Linked DNA regions of Sus scrofa: all the other regions are linked to region 1. The links are chromatin contacts, called in public HiChIP or PLAC-seq maps. All regions are on one chromosome and are shown on one strand. The core of a region is the stretch at or near the end of the contact, and the rest is flanking DNA. Distances in the headings are between cores, read along the strand shown. Region 1 has its middle 120 kb from the start of JUN. Region 2 overlaps FGGY (FGGY carbohydrate kinase domain-containing protein). Region 3 overlaps FGGY (FGGY carbohydrate kinase domain-containing protein).

Region 1 (3,486 bases), core at 669-3,168:
TTGTGGTTCCCAGCTGTGAGTCTCCGAGGAGCACTTGCCTCTTAGACCATGAAAAGATGTTACAGGAAAAAAGACTGATGGTCCATTTAATATGGGAAATTCTTGGTTGGAAAAAAAAAAAAAAAGTTAAGTTTTTCTCACTCCAGGACTTCACAGAATTTCTAGATACAAAATTACACTGTGGGTCTTTATGACAGGGACACTGTAGTCAGCATTCCCCATATTAAATTGGTCACAGAACATGACCAGGAAATAATTTATTATTAAGTTCATTCCTTAAGAATTGCTGGCCTCAAGTTCTTAAAAAAATTAAAATAAATAAATAAATAGATTCGGGAGCTCCCATTGTGGCTCAGTGGTAATGAACCTGACTAGTATGCATGGAAAGAGGATTCGCTCAATCCTTGGCCTTGCTCAGTGGGTTAAGGATCCAGCATTGCCATGAGCTGTGGTGTAGGTCGAAGATGCGTCTCAGATCCAGCGTTGCTGTGGCTGTGGCGTAGGCCGCCAACTGTAGCTCTGATTCAACCCCTAGCCTGGGAACTTCCATATGCCATGGGTGTGGCCCTAAAAAGACACTAAAATAAATTAAAAAACAAAACAAAACAAAACCAACAATGAAAAAACAACCAACTGAACAGAAAAACAAAAAACAAAACAAAACAAAACAAAAACCAAAACAAAACCACAGGTTGTGTTATCAAACAGGACTGAGTTAAATTTCTGGCTCAAGTCCTAGATGACCTTTGACATGCTATTTCACTTCAGTAACTGTAAAATGAGAGGAAGACTATTCACCTCAGTGTAGCTTTGAGGGTTACACTGAAAAAGTATATAGAAAATTCAGCGTCATGCCTGAGGCATAGTAGGTATTCAAAAATTGGCAGCTCTAATTAGCTAAAGCCTGAGTGGCTTAACTAAAGCTAAGCTCACACAAGAAATGACGGTGCTGGGAGAGATAAAAGAGCGGTTTGAGATTAACACTACTATATATAAAATAGATAACTAACAAGGACCTTATAGGTTTGTAATATCCTATGAGGGGAAAGAATCTGAGAAAAGATTCTGAAAAGAGTCTGAAAAAATATGTGTACACACACACACGTTTATAACCGAATCACTTTTCTGGACACTTGAAACTAAAACAACATTGTGAATCAACTATATTGCAATTTAAAAATCATTTAAAAAAAAGGAAAAAAAGAAATGACAGTATTAAACCTTGAGTTTCCTTCTCTGGGTCTTTCTGGTTCACCTCACCTCTCTTTACTAAATCAACAGCAAAGAAACCCAGTTCATGAAAGGAGATGGAAAGTCTCTTCAAATCTGGTGTGATTTTATAGGTCAAGTCGGTTTTAAACAGGAGACAACCATTTCCTTCTCTCCCTCCAGCCTTGTCCCCTCTATGTCAATCCCGGCCAAAGGAAGCGGCAGGGGGGCCTGGCGGGCTCCCCTCTCCTCCCCGCCTCCTCCCAGTTCCTGTTCCTGTGGTTCTCCGAGCCCCCAGCAGATGGGCCGCCCTTATCAGCCAGCTCCAGGCCAGAGGAGGAATCCTCAGGTCACATGCGGCTCCCCGCAGGGCAGGAGACCTTGTAAATAAGCACAACCCCAGCAGAGGAGGGAGGAGGGTCGCTGGAAAAGAATCCTTGACATTTTGGTGACTGGGCCGGGATTAAAGGCCACCAGGCCTAGCTCTTATTGGCCATTTCTGTGAGGAGTTGCCAATCCCTGGATTCAAGGCAGCCTTTAAATAGCCCTGGGAGCTGGGGCATTCCCAGTGTGCTTCTGCCTTGATCCAGGCCTAATCCCTTGCCCAGGACTGACCTTTCACAGTTTACAGAGCACTTTATCTCTTGGCTCAGTGGTGTCTCACAGGGCTCTGCTGAGAGAAGGGACTAGATCACTGCCCCCAACTTCTAAATGAGGAAACTGAGGCTTGGACCCTGAATGACTTCCTCCTGGCTACACAGCTGGCAGCGGTCGAGTCTGGGCTGAGATCCACATCTGTTCGGGCACCAAATCCAGAGGTCTGCCCATCACACCAGTGTCCTCCATTGTGGTCTTCCTTTGTGCCCAGCATCTGTGCCCCGACCCGCCCCCCTACCGCCCCACCACCACCGGGAACCCACATTCCCAGGAGGAGTGAGTGCCAAATGGGTGGATTTCAACATAATTCAGTGAATGAAGCCAGTCCAAAAACGGTCATACTCTATCATTTCCTGCATCTAGAACTCTAGAAAACGCAGGCTGATGTACAGGGTTAGAAAGCAGATGGGCCGTGGTTGGAGAAGGGAGGGAGGAGGGGAGAATGCAAGGGGACAGGAGGACACTTGGAGGTGGGGGTGATGGGTTCACAGGTGTGTAGGTAGTGAATTGTGTGCTTCAATTCACACAGCTTATTGCACTCAATGATACCTCCATAAAGCTATTAAAAAAGAGAAAGAGAAGAGAAGAAAAAGAATGCAGGAGTTTGGCAGAGTAATTAAAGAACCCTGAGAAGACTTAAAAGGGTACACAGAGTTCCACAGGCACTTGGGAGAGAAGAGATTCTTCTCTGAGTTGTAAAGATCAGGAAAGTGTTCTTGGAACAGGTGTCCGATGTGGCTCTAGGATGGACAGGGAGGTGTGAGGTCAAGGAAGATGAAGGTGGACGATGCAAGGAGTTGAGGGAATAGAGCGGGGTGTGCTCTTCCTCCCCATCCCCCACTTTCTTCTGGATCCTTAAAGGCCTGAGGTTAAAACAGCCGCAATTCTCTCTTTTCTTCAGAAAGTCAGACACCTGCCCTACTTGGCGGGCAGCTGCTTTTGCTAATAAGACTCCTGCCCTTCTCCCTCCCCCACTGTGCAGCTCATCCCTTTAGGTCTGGCTGGGCCCCCTCCCTGCCCTCTCCGATTTCCTCTCTTAACTGAACTGCCAAGTGCTTGCTGGGTGAGCCATCGACAGCCCCAGCTCCCAGGGCCCCGGGCACCCTTATTTCAGTCCCTTCCAAATCTCGCAAAAAGAAGGAGGTTTGGGGGGATGCATGTGGGTGTGTGATGCGATTCTAGGTACAAAATGAAAATAGCTTTTTTTTCCCTTTCGTAACCTTTGGCTTAGTAAATAGACAATCACTGGAAAATTTTGAATAATGACTTTCTTCAACGATATTGTCATACAGCAAGAAGAAACTCAAGCATCGTTACACTGGTGCACACTGATTATGGTTAATCTGGTCCAGAAGCAATTTGGTTGGCTGCTGTTATAGTTTGTAAAACATTAACTTGGGTTTGGATGATCCTGTTATTCATGACTCCACATAAGGGACCCTTCCAATGATGAATGGAACCACATATGAAATTGTGGGTTAGCTCTTGCTTTTCAGTTTCCTTGGCATGTGTGTTGATTTGAAACTGCCCCCTTTTAAAAATTGCCTTATTAATTAAATAACCCAGTCAGCCACATTCCCTCCTCCTAATTCAGCGCTCAAATGTAAGCTTAGTTCTGGA
Region 2 (3,486 bases), core at 468-2,967, 490 kb after region 1:
CCTTAGCCAAAAAAATATACTTCCGTAACTCTCCTGGCAAAAAGGGCCATGTTCTGTTTCCTGATTTCTTTTTTCTCTTTCCAGATGTGTCACTGGTGACACGTGGAGCCCGTGGAGAACTCTCTTGGAACACAAACCTCTTATTCTTTGCCAGCACTGTTGTCAGGATTTTCCCACCATCAGAGCCAATCTAAGTTATGCTACCATGTGGTGGTCAGTGTCTGGGTATCACCGTCATCTTTCTTATTCTCAGGCCTGTGACATGTTACAAAGAGAGAACTTTAGAGGTTTTTCCATAACCCGAGTTAACCTCTCCCTGCTTGCAATGCTTCTGTTGATGAAAAGGGACAGGATTTCGAGATCTACCATCTTGCTGTTTTATTTTGGACACTATACTTAGCTTCTTTGATCCTTCATTTGTTTCTCTGCAAAGGAGAGTAACCTGCTTGTCCAGGCTACCCACCCCTCCAGAGTTATTTTAAGAGTAGAATAAGATAATCTGTGCAACACCCAGTATGATGTAATATTAGTGTACCTTTTGCACCCAAGGAGACTACAGCATCCACATTCACGAGCACTGGATTGTAAACTCAGTTAAGACAGACTCTGAGAGTTTGTGTTATGGCTCAGAGGGTTAAGAATCTGACTAGTATCCATGAAGATGTAGGTTCGATCCCTGGCCTCGCTCAGTGAGTTAAGGATCCAGTGTTGCCATGAGCTATGGTGTAGGTTGCAGATGTGTCTTGGGTCCAGAGTTGCTGTGGCTGTGGCGTAGGCCGGCTCTCATTCAACCCCTAGCCTGGGACTTTCATATGCTGAGGGCACAGCCTTACTAAGGGAAGGAAAAAAAAGTCACAGACTCTGTGTGTGTCTTTTTCTCCTGGTTATCAGGATCTAGAAAGTATTCAATACGAAGAAAAGTTAGAAAATGAGACCCTGTGGTCCATTGCCCCAGTGGGGGGGGCTGGAGAGGGGATTAGGGAGTTACTGTGTGGTTTACAGGTCACATTTCTGACACATGTTCCAAGCCACATTTTTAAGAGTTCACCCAGTCACATCCTGAGTGGACTCCAGGAAGCTGGGGGAGCATCTCTAGCCTGAAGGCATCCACAGTCACGTATCTCAAAATCTCTATATCTGCTGAACAAAATGTCTTTGGGCCAACTCACATCTTCAGGCAACCATTTGTGACTCCTGATTGACAGAGACCCTAGGATTAACACTGGAACAGGTGCTGGGCCGGTAAAGGTGAGGAGCTCAGAATCCAGTCGCAGAGACAGACAGGGAAAGAACAGTGAGGAAGTGAGAACGGCTCAGGTGTATGGAGCGCTTAGCCATGCCCTGTTCCTGCAAATGACGGCAACTTGTATTCAAGAGCCCAGTGTGAGGCAGGGGGTGTTATTGCCCCTGTGGATGAGGACAGTTAAGATGCCAGGAGGTTGAGTAACGTGCCCAAGGTCATGAAGCCGGTAGCTGGCGGGTGATGAAGTGTGCTCTGCGCAGTGGAGAAAGGAAGGACAGAAGCCCCTTCCGGATCTCACTCCTTCACTCAGGTCTCCTTCCTGCCCATCCTCCACAGAGCAGCCTAAGTGACCTTACAGTGTCACTGAGATCAGGCCATTCATCAGCCTCTGTTGCTCATGCAGTAACATGCCCCCTCCAAGGAGGCCCTGTGCCATCAGGATGCCGCCTCCCTAGCCAGCCTGGCCCTGTGCCTCAGGCTCTGTGCTCAGCTCCACGTGCTCAGCTGCCCAGGCCTTTGCAGTCACTCTGCCCAAGTCTCTCCTTGTTCTGAAGGACCTTTGTCGTTCCTCAGGCCTCAGATCCAGGGTCTTCTCCTCAGAGGTCCACCCTGCCTATCCTGCCCCAAGGCAGCCTCCCAGGTCACTCTCCTCCTCGTCACCCTGCTGGTTTCCTCCCTGGCGTATTTGCCAAGCTGACGCCCCCACTGGGATGTAAGTTCCAAGAATGGCAGGACCTGTTCTGTTCCCTGTCCCGTCGCATTGGTGACATGTGGCTGGCACAGAGTAGACGCAAAATACAAGCATGTTTGTGAGGGAGATCCTGTTGTGGCTCAGCAGTAAGGAGCCCGACCAGTATCCATGAGGATGCGGGTTTGATTCCTGGCCCCACTCAGTGGGTTAAAGGATCTGACATTGGTATGAGCTGTGGTATAGGTCACAGACGCAGCCTGGATCTGGCGTGGCTGTGGCTGTGGCTGTGGCTGGCAGATGCAGCTCCAATTCAACCCCTAGCCTGGGAACTTCTATATGCTACAGGTGTGGCCCTAAAAAGCAAAAAAAAAAAAAAAGAAAAGAAAAGGCAAGGACATATTTTATTGGTGGATCAAAGGAGGCACTGTGACCCACCCAATGTCATAGAAGTAACAGTGACAGGAGCTGAACCTTACACTCATCAGGACAGCGCCTTGCCTGAAACGCATTGCCTCCCCACTGTTCTCAGGTCAGAGTCCCCAGCGCTTGGCCTGGGCCATAGACCTTGATGACCAGCCCCTGCAGCCTCACGGCCCCGGTTCTCTGCACACCCTCCCCAACTGCTTTGGCCACACTGACTTCTCCACAGCGCACATTCCAGGCCACCTTCTGCTGGTCCAGCCCTTTTCCTGTTCTTTTCCCACAGCTCTCACTATCCTTCTGGTTTCAGCTTAAACCTTCCTTCCCTGGGAATCTGTCCCCGAGCCCCTGGCCCAGATGAGATGCCGCTCAAGGGCCCTTCATTGGATTGAGCACCCAGACAGTTCTGTGATTTACTCTCTGGTTTCTGGCTGTCCTGCCTTGCCTGCAGGAGAGGCAGCCTATTCATCTCAGCCAGCTCTGTGTACCCTGGGCCAACTCCTGGGCCCGTTAGGTGGCAGATGCTAAATAAACACTCGTCAAGGGACTGAGCACGGAAATGGACAGGTGTAGAGTGAGTGAGTGAAGAACTCCTAAATCTACTGTACCTCCCCCTTCTCTGGGGAGGCTCACAGGGTAAGATTCCCTAGCCTTTCGCGGATGTCTGCCTGGTTCTGGGAACCAGGAGAGGTTGAGTGACAGGAATAAGGAGGTTTGTGTTGGTCTCGTCTCAGCCTGGGCAAGGGAAGAGCTTTGGCTCTGAATGTTATAACCAAAACTAAAATTAGTCGTCTGTTGACCGCTGCCTAAGGCCACTGTTCTTGGAGAAAGGTCAAGAGAAACTGGACAGGAGGTGGGTGTTTACAAGATCTGTCCCAACTAGCCCATGATACGGCACCACAAGCCCTCATTTCCCTGACCCCTCGTTAATCAGAGCTGAAGAGGCAACTTCAGACATGGGTTTTATCTTGGAAGAAGGATCCAGAGCTCAGGATGACATCCTGAAGGCTTTGCTCTCCTCCTCTTCCTTGCTTAGTCTCTCACCAAGGTTATTCCATCTTCTTAGAACCTTCTCTTCATCCTTCTGGGGGAGGGGGTAGGCGGGGACAGTGGGGATCAGAGTATCATTGTT
Region 3 (3,486 bases), core at 575-3,074, 410 kb after region 1:
CAAGCCTCAAAGAGATGAAATGACTTGTCCATAGGTACCAGGACTGGGTTCTCATGAAGGTCCTTTTGGCTCTAAATCTTGTTTGTTTGTTATTTCTGCTTGTGGACCATTTTTCTCATTTGGGTTGGTGAATTCTTGGCTCCATAAGAGCAGAGACCAAATCTCTCCATACCTGGTTGTTGTAGCCCTTGACCCAAACACAGTGCTTGGCATTGAAAACATACTCAGTTACTCAATAAATATTTGCTAATGACTTTGTGTCTCCTGGTCAGAGTCAGACATACAACTACAATAGTAGAGCCTATGTGCACTGCTTCCTCACTGCCAGCCTTCCCGACCCCTGTGTAGGGGTGTCAGCTATGTCTAGGCATTTACAGTGAAACAAACATTTGTCTAGTAACTACTACGAGGGAGGCCCTGTGATGGTGATAGGAAGGCAAGGAAGAAGCTAGGAGTATCCTTTATCTCAGGGGGCTCCCTAACCCTAACCCCCTAGGACCAAGTGCACGAGGCTGTGAAAGCTATTTTTACCAACATTTTATTATCAAAATGGTCAAACATACAGAAAAATGGAAACAATTGTGAACACTTAGAACCATCGTCACATGGATTCTGCCATTAACATTTTACTCTGCTTGGTTTATCATGGCTGTACCCATCTATCTGTCCTTCTGTCCATCCTGTCTGTCCACCTGAAGTGTTTGGAATAAGTCGAGACATGATTACACTTGTGAAAGCAGTTTGAAATATTACCTGAGATACTTACTAAATTCTGTTTGGTTGCTACCTACAAACATCATCAATACCTACACCAGAATTTATTCAGTATATTCTGTGCACTTTTAAGTCTGCTGTCTCATTTAATTATTTTGAAAATCTCGTAGGCTAGATGTTATTACGTTGCAGATGAAGAAGCTGAGGATGGAGGTCATTAGATAGATTTATCACACACAGACTGACTTCTGCATTGCTTCTGACAATGCTGGAATGCAAAAGTCTGGCTTTCTAATTCTAGGAAATAGATTTAAGATGGAGTTATAAAGGTTAGCTGGTCAACTTCGGTCTTCATCAGGTAAGGTCCTTCTGTCCTACCCCACACATCAGTTACCTAGGTAAAGAGAACTAGTCCTTTTGGTTTATTTCAAATCCCTGGTAACATATTTGTCTAACATAAAGTTTTAAGATAAAAATGATCTCTAGAATAAAAAGTTATCCTCTTACACTCACAATTAAAGAATCATACTTGAGACTAGGTGAAATCTAAGATTCCCTCCTCTCCATAAGCTCCAACCCGTTACTCTTTGGTCTGTGCTCCAGAATATTTGAGTTACCTCCCAAAGAGCTGGCTTTTTTCTCTTCTTTGCATTCATCTGAAATGTTTATAGTTGGAAAAAATGAATAAATGATTCAACTAGTTCCTTACCTCTTCTGAACCCGGAGTTCCTGGCAGTACTTCTGCAGCTGAGACCCCAGTGGAGGCCGGTCTCTGTGTATAAAGCTGTGTCCACTCTGCTGGTTGAATGATAAAGGGATCCAGGGATCCCCATCAAAACCCATGTCTCTCTGAAGCCTTCCTGTATGGAGAAGGCTATAGATTAGGAGCAACCATAACTTGGGAGCAATCTCAGTAATCAAGAAAGTCTGATCTCAGCTCTGCAGCCTCATCAAGAACCTAACCCACACCCTTTGAAAAAGCTGCTGTAAGCCTGGCTTCTCAACAGTCAGTATCTGTGGCTCAAAAATGCAAGACTAGGGAGTGTCGGAGGGAGTAAGAAGCTGCCTGGGTAAGTGGCTCTGCCCTCTGTAGCTTCTGTCTCTCCTGAAGGCTTCAGTAAAAGGTCTGAACCATAGCACAAAGAGCTGTTTTCTGCCAGTAATGCTGTGTGTATTGGAGAGTATTAGAGTTTTGGAGCTTGCCCAAGGAAAGCAAAGCAAGCTATCGGGACATAAGATCTTGTTGCCAATTAATTATTCATAATGTTTTTAATAATAAGGATTTCATCTTCTCTAATATTATTTGGATAATTCACCACTGATTAGTGAAAATTATCGCTCGTGGATGAGCACCAGTCCAGCGTCTGGCATTTGGGAGCAGCTGTTCTCCATGACCCCTGGAGTTCTCCCTCAGCACTGGCATTCCGTGAGCCTAAGATAGATGGGGAGAGAATCGGGACCAGAGTAAGGCCTACTGCAGTTGTCCTGGCATGAGGCCGTGTGGTCTGGCTTTGGCCAGGGGTCAGAGACCAGCCCGTGGACCTGAGAAAGAGAGTGAATCACTGTGCAAGTATTTATCGAGCACCTCCCATGTCCTGGGAAGCAGCAGCCGGACAGCCATGAAGGAGTATTGGGTTTGGAGTTCAAGTGGTCAGCATTTCACCCGAGGCTGTTCACTTACTCTCTTTATCATCTTGGACAGTTCATTTCACTTAATGGGTCTTAGTTTCCTATGTAGGGAATGGTATTGACGGCAGTATTTTATATCAAATGGTATTTGGTAAGTTGTAGCATGCTGGTGGTAGTAATGTGTTTTCAGATGATTAGGACAGAAGAAATTGATTTTTTGGGAAAAAGGTTAGTGGGGTCTCTTTTTCATATACTTATCTCTCTATGCAGTTAAAAAAGCTAAGAAGGGAAAAATCCGTATTGTTTGGGGGTAAGCACTTTCTTCCTTTTAAGCTGTTCTTAATCTTGATGGGTAACTTGGGGAGTAGGTAGTATTATTCCTGTTTGCATGAACGCCTGAGCTGGGTATCTGACTCAATCTAACTCAGGCCTATGCCCTTTCCAGCTCACAGGCCGAGGGTTGGAGAGAGTGAATCTCTCCTCAGATGCCCCAAGCAACTGTTTCCAGAGCAGTTTCACTTGTGCTCTTATCAGTGGCTTATAGGGTACTGTCTTCAGCAACCCACATTCTCAGGGTGATAGCTCTAAGGATGGGTACACGTTTCAGAAGAGGTCTAAAAATGCTAGTGTGGTACCCATCAGCTCCTGCCAGAGTTGAGCAAGAACATTCATTCACTCAGCAGATATTTATTGAAAGTTTCTTTTATTCCAAGGACTTGGTTAAATACTGGGAATATAGCATTAAACCAAACAGAGGCCCTGTCTTCCAACTGCTCATATTCCAGAAGTGGGACAGAAATAAAGTCACAGCGCTGTATAAGTAGATGGAAATTCAGATTCCTTTGGAAAATATACCTCAGGTAGGGGAGAGGAATCAGGAGGAGGTGACATGTAGGCTGTGGGCCAATGGGGGTAGCACTCGGTCGGCTGGGCTTGCAGAAGGCAGGCTGGGAGGATGGCCTGGCATGGGAGAGGTTTGGCAGTCTGGGGAAAGGAGGCCTCCATGAGGCTGCAGATAGAATGTGGTGTGAGTCTAGAATGTGAGAAAGGGGTTCTGTGAGTCAGTCTAAAAGCACCTTTTGAACCCCTTTTGCATGTTCAGGGAATCAGGGGAATTTCCTTTTTGGACATCATGGGATGGAG

The links. HiChIP or PLAC-seq counts read pairs in DNA pulled down with a chosen protein or histone mark.
Region 2: a contact with region 1 is called in an H3K27ac HiChIP or PLAC-seq map of skeletal muscle. The contact joins two enhancer-like sites. A contact is called at or near these places in 4 of 47 Hi-C or Micro-C datasets (heart right ventricle, psoas muscle and skeletal muscle) and 1 of 2 datasets of contacts at active chromatin or transcription factors (skeletal muscle).
Region 3: a contact with region 1 is called in an H3K27ac HiChIP or PLAC-seq map of skeletal muscle. The contact joins two enhancer-like sites. A contact is called at or near these places in 2 of 2 datasets of contacts at active chromatin or transcription factors (alveolar macrophages and skeletal muscle).

What each region holds. Positions count from the first base shown.
Region 1 is chr6:153,565,888-153,569,373 of Sscrofa11.1, reverse strand. No RefSeq gene overlaps it. Among named protein-coding and RNA genes, the nearest start is that of JUN, 120 kb to the left of the region's middle. Within about 2 kb of position 1,918, at least 39 of the 83 cell types and tissues checked have an H3K27ac peak or open chromatin away from gene starts, as enhancers often do. A contact at or near this core is called in skeletal muscle, where this site is marked.
Region 2 is chr6:153,072,647-153,076,132 of Sscrofa11.1, reverse strand. All of the region lies in intron 5 of FGGY (FGGY carbohydrate kinase domain-containing protein), which reads left to right. Among named protein-coding and RNA genes, the nearest start is that of FGGY, 140 kb to the left of the region's middle. Within about 2 kb of position 1,717, at least 8 of the 83 cell types and tissues checked have an H3K27ac peak or open chromatin away from gene starts, as enhancers often do. A contact at or near this core is called in skeletal muscle, where this site is marked.
Region 3 is chr6:153,156,774-153,160,259 of Sscrofa11.1, reverse strand. The region is part of intron 4 of FGGY (FGGY carbohydrate kinase domain-containing protein); the gene reads left to right. Among named protein-coding and RNA genes, the nearest start is that of FGGY, 55 kb to the left of the region's middle. Within about 2 kb of position 1,824, at least 11 of the 83 cell types and tissues checked have an H3K27ac peak or open chromatin away from gene starts, as enhancers often do. A contact at or near this core is called in skeletal muscle, where this site is marked.